2 separate regions of the Podarcis muralis genome follow, and region 2 is linked to region 1. Evidence: chromatin contacts called from public Hi-C data. All regions are on one chromosome and are shown on one strand. The core of a region is the stretch at or near the end of the contact, and the rest is flanking DNA. Distances in the headings are between cores, read along the strand shown. Region 1 holds the start of THOC1 (THO complex subunit 1). Region 2 holds the start of YES1 (YES proto-oncogene 1, Src family tyrosine kinase).

Evidence for each region. Hi-C and Micro-C count contacts between places; a contact is called where the count stands out from the background.
Region 2: a contact with region 1 is called in a Hi-C map of blood, with 6 times the contacts expected there. The contact joins the promoter of YES1 here to the promoter of THOC1 in region 1. A contact is called at or near these places in 2 of 3 Hi-C or Micro-C datasets (blood and tail).

What each region holds. Positions count from the first base shown.
Region 1 is chr8:46,079,463-46,082,162 of rPodMur119.hap1.1, forward strand. It overlaps THOC1 (THO complex subunit 1), which reads right to left and starts at 1,348. Exons shown (of 21, transcript XM_028737230.2): 1 at 1,215-1,348. The coding sequence starts at 1,319.
Region 2 is chr8:46,265,005-46,267,828 of rPodMur119.hap1.1, forward strand. YES1 (YES proto-oncogene 1, Src family tyrosine kinase) reads right to left here and starts at 1,486. Exons shown (of 12, transcript XM_028737240.2): 1 at 845-1,486.

The DNA.
Region 1 (2,700 bases), core at 98-2,597:
GACAGTTAAGTCCAGTCAAAGATGACTATGGGATGCGGTGCTCCCATAAGCACAATCCAAACCATAGTTTCTCAGAAGAAAGCACTACATATTTATGTATTATTTACTCTCAACTAAGTAGACTTAGGAGTGCATCCATTCACCTCTGCAAATAACAAACAAATGTGTTTTTGGTTGAATTTGGGCCAATTCACAGGATTAAACTGGAATGTTTGGAATACAGACTGAATAAGTCCAGACAAAATCAGGCTACAATGAAATACTCATGTGACTATATTTTACCAGTGTTTAACTCAATCTAAGCAAACCACCTGAAAGCGGGCTGAGTTCCATTTTAGAATTAGAGATGAGATAATGAATTACAGTGATTATACTGAATGTTAAACTTGTTAAACATATATTACATTTAGCTGTCATACACATCCCTCACTAGTTGTCTGTAGCACGAAACAGTGATTTGTATGAATGAACATCACCACAGATCCAGCAAGCTACTTCTATTTACACTCCTTTCTCCACACACCAATTATAGGTGCAGAAACCCTCTCCCCTTGGGCATCTGGCCACCCTACTGGAAGCAAAATTTCGACATCTTCTCAAGGAGGACAATGTCGCCCTGTGATGGGTTATCAGCAAAAAGCTGTTATTGCTTATATCCCACCATTCATTTCCACAATAAAGGTACGGGCACTGAAAACGAAGCTTAAAAACACAATTCCAAAGTGCAGAAGATATCAGCGTTGAAATGTGGTCGATACAAATGCAAGTGATGTCCCTCTTACTAATACTCAACGGCCTGTTAGAACAAACAGGTCTGAAGCCTATGGCTTTGGGGATGGGAAACGGTCAGGTAGAGAGGGAGCTCCGTAATAATAATAAATAAATTTTCTTTATACCCCGCCCTCCCCAGCCCACGGCGCCGCCACCGAGGGAAGCCACGTCCACCGAAAATGCTACTTTTCTAAACACATTTATTGGGCAGGAAACGCCACGGAATAGGACGGGTGTGAGTGTGTCGCTTTTTCGGGGGGGGGCATGCAGAAAGCAGCGTGGGCTTCTCTCCCCGCGCCCCCAACCCAGTTCGTCCGCATCCATTCCGGATACAAGCGGGGATGAAAAGGGAGCTCAAGCGAAAAGGAAAGGCGCTCGGGAAGACCCAGCTATCCGGAGTCCCCAGCGTGGGCATTCGCGCCCCAGCCCGCCTCCCCGCTCACCGTGAAACGCAGCCGCGCCTCAGGCAAGCTGAAGAGCGGCGGCGGCGACATAGCACCTCCTGGAAGACTCGGCGAACAACCGGCGGCCCGCTCTGGTGACGCCATCCCTTTGCGACTGCGGAAGTCCGAAGGCAGCCGCGAGCGCCCCCTCCTGCCCGGGAGGAGTCTTTTTAGCGCCGAGAAAAGGGAGACTCGGAAGAGGAGGAGGAGCTTCGAGGATTCTGAACCACGTGACTGCTCTCTGCCCATTTAACTCTCGCATCGTCCCGCCTCGTTTTATTCTCAGTTCGTTTTGTAGTGATGGAAGTATGGCTCACTGCTTCTCCACCTTAGTTTGATCTTTCATATTCCTTCTAAGAAGCATTAGCTTTCTTATTTTCCCAAACCCAGAGTCCCAGCATGATTGCATCCAGGGGTGAAGTGTGCTCCTCCAACAGGGATTCTATATTCAGTTCAGTTTCTGCTGAAGTTGGACCTTTTATTTAGCTTTAAAAGAAAGCATGTTTTGATATGTGCAATATCACACACACGTGTGCAATATCAAGCCCCAAATGGTGCAATTCAGAATGAGTGTGGGCTGCGGCACACTCGCACAACCAAACAAAGGACGACATGAATCATGTGGAGGGGAAATGGGTTGACCCAAGGCCACAATTTAATTCAACTGGAAGAAAAAGAATTGATAAAGATAGAGTGGGAATAGTGCACAAAAGATCATTAGCACCAGTTGGCTCTGTCCACATAATAAGGTTATTTCTTTAATTTGTATACTACCTTTTCAAGAAATGCTGGGTAAGTTAAGGTTAAAATATCGTCTTTCCAAATCCTAACGCCATGTTGGCAGAAACATGGGATTAAATGCAATCTTTCCACCTACAGTTCTACACACATTTTATTGCATTGCATTGTAATAATTTATTGTGGTAAAAATGTTCATTGATTTCTGGAGACTTTTTGATCTAGTAACTCAACGATCTAATTTTCCTGCTGCGTCTTCAACAGATGTTATAAATGTGTGTGTCCCAGTCTGATGCAGTACTAATGTAGAGGCAATCTCTCTTACAGTGAAGAACTGGCGTGTTATATTTTGTATGAGCAACAATGCCTAGGTGTCACCTTGATTGATTCTGTGCAAATTTGTAAGAAAACCAAATAGGAAATTGTTCCTTTAGTGATACTACTGCATAGCTAGATGTTTTCATTTCCTTAATTCTCTGGAGACTGAACACTTCTCACCAGCTTATAAAACCACGCAGATTCACCTTTAGGTAAGATCACTCTACACTATTTGTTTATTAAAACACATGGCACAACACAGTTGCCAGTGCGGTGGGGTTGGGGAGAGACTCACAAAACCTCTTTATTCCAGATTGTTTTTATGGTCTATTGGGAAGACTAAATGAAATGTTTCTTATTTTTGTTGACATTGCTATCCTCAGTGGTGCATGAAAAAATGGTAAAGGCCACTCTTTCATAACAACCCTAT
Region 2 (2,824 bases), core at 236-2,735, 190 kb after region 1:
ACCCACAACAACGCAGCTGCAGTTTTTGGGGCTGAGAAACAGACTACTGTACATTTAAAACTAAGAACTGTGCTAAATCCTTTAAACGACGTTGACACTCAAGAGAACAAATGGTCCCGGCTTACTTTATTAGCAGCATACAGCATTTGCTTGAGGGGACTACAAAGAGAGACTTCATCAACTCGCTTCGAGACATATTCCAGGAGTTTAAAAGTTGAGAAGACTGGAAAGGGCGCTTGTGAAGGTTGGAAAGCATAACTTGGTACAGTACTTGAGTTTCCTCTCCTATTTCCTCTCCTCCCCTTGCCAAAACAAACAAAACAAACAAAGCCTAACCAGGAAACTTGTTGGGATCGTCAATCAGAGAAAGCGAGGGCGAAGAGGACCCCTTCTGTTGGGAACAGTTGTTATCTGGCTTTCAGGAGCCAACACAAGCAGAAGGCGCGTCTCCTGCCAGGCTGCCACCTCTACACACGAGAAGGGGAGGGAGCGGGGAAGGAGAAAGGGGGGGGGACACACATCCAAACCCCCCCACCCCCTGGAAACGAAACTTTTAAAGGCAGCGTTTTTGAAATATTCCCACACTGTTGCGTGATTGACAGGCGCAAACTCTCCTAAACGAAAAGGGCGGAAAGGCAGAAGGAGTTGCTTAAAAACTCTGGAAGTGTGGAGCAAGGAAGGAAGAGCCTTACACCATAAGAAGCTAAGCACTCCCGAAGGGGTCGGGGGGGGGGGGGGACGACGACGACGGGTGAGGAGAAGCACGCGGGGCCTAGCACTCTGCGGGCGCCTCCGCCTCCAGGGAGAGAGCGGGGAAGGCGACGGAAGCGCTCGGGACGCTCACCTGCTTTTTCCTGGGCCCGCTCCGGGAGAAAGCGCCGAGTCCTCCTCTGGGGCGGAGGGCGTGAGGGCGCCCTCGCTTCCGCCTCAGGGCAGGAGGCACCTCCGGCCCGTCGAGTAAAGGGGAGCTGGAGAGCGTGAGGGGGAGACGGAGGCAGGAAGGGGGCGCCCGACGCGACGCCCCCACCGCGCAGGTGCCGCCCGGAGCCTTCAGCCCCTCGGCATCAGCCCCGGCCTAGGGTTCCCCGGGCTGAGAGAGATATCTGGGCGGCCGCTTGGCGAGGCGGCGGCGGCGGCACGCGAGCCCAGGCCGTGGGGAGAGGGAGGAGCCGGGAAGCCAGGGCCCTCGCTCGCTCTCCTTCCACGCGCACCAGGGAGGAGGCGGAGGCGGAGGAGGCGCCGGGTCCCCCTCAGCAAAGCCCGAGTTCACCATCCCGACCTAACATGGCGGCCGGCGGAGACCCGGCGAGGGAGGAGGAAGGGGGCAGCAGCTGTTGCTGAGGAGGGGAAAGTCGGGCTCCCTCGACGGAAGGCGGCGGGCTCTCCCACAGCGCCCCCTGACTCTCTCCCGCTGAGCCTCTTTGGCTTGGCGCCGCCAGGCCCAGGCCGCTCCCTGGGAATCCTGGGCTGGTGGTGCCTCCGGGAGAAGGGAGGCGGCGGGAAGGGAAGCTTTGGGAGCGGGACTCGGGAGCCTGCTGGGAAGAGCAGCCCTGGGGTGGGGCAGGGATCGCGGAGGGCTTGTTTCGCAAGTTTATTCCATAATGACGACGGCGGTGTTAATGTAATGCTAATATAGGAAACTTTGAGCGCGCAGAGCGCTGCTGTCCATCCTCACGACGCGCCTGGTGTCCCGTGGCCAATCCGTGTTCGCGCCGCGTCAGGAAATAAAGCGGGGCTGCTTCCTCAAAAAGCAGTCGACGCAAGAGGGCTGTTTCTGTCAGCAGAATTGGCTTCCACTTAAAAAGGCTTGGGGTGGTTGTTATATTGTGTTCAGAGTCGTGACCTCAGCTAAAGTGAATTTTTAAAAGTCCTTGGAGAGTATACAGTAAATTAAAACGTTTTAAGTGAACCATTGGTATAACAACCCTAGAAAACCCTCCAGGTCTGACCTGGCATCTCAAGGGTCCAAATTAGTCCTGGATGCACTGGAAGGCTTTTATAATAATTGCTCTTGAGCCCTGCAAGAGTGTCTTAAGCGTGCAAGGGTTGATCTGCTTAGCAATGGTCCAGGAAAATATCATGCTCTATCACTAAAAACGACTGTTTTATAAAATGTGTGTGTTGAATTCTGTTTGTGAAACAAAGCCAAGTACTAAAACAAGCAACTGATAATGCATTTTGAAACTTATTGCAGTGTGTCAGTATAATGCTTCTGTTGCAACTAGTCTTTAAAGTCCTGAATGAAGCATTTCCCAAAGTTGCTTGAAGTTCTGTGCTCAAGTTCTAAAATTCAGCACTTGATTTTCACTTAGGCTGAGCTATGTGAAGGCTTAACATTAGTCCATATTTAGTCCATTCATACTGAATACGAATTTTTATTCTTAATAAAAGTATATTCTTACTAAAAGTAGAGCTTAAGAAACCAAACTTTCTACTTTTATGTGTCTGTGTATAGTTATTTGCAATGCAGAAACAGAACAGAACAAGCATGCTTGCTTCTTGGTATCATTTGAGGTTATATACATGTCAACTATCAGTAAAATCAACTTTCCCTTAAAATTATATTGTAAATTATATAAGCTATACTATATATAACTATAAAACTGTTTTATGTAAATTACTGACATAAAATCTGAGGTAACCATACCAAAAAGGGGGGGAAATGACAAAAATATATAAGAAATTGTCCAGGAGTGTATAAAGTAACCACAACTAGAAATCATTGTATTTTCATTGGAAACATTTTATTTAATACACAAAACTACCGACAGTGTTTGCTTGTCTCATACACAGAGATACATTGTATTTTGGTCAACATTTCACC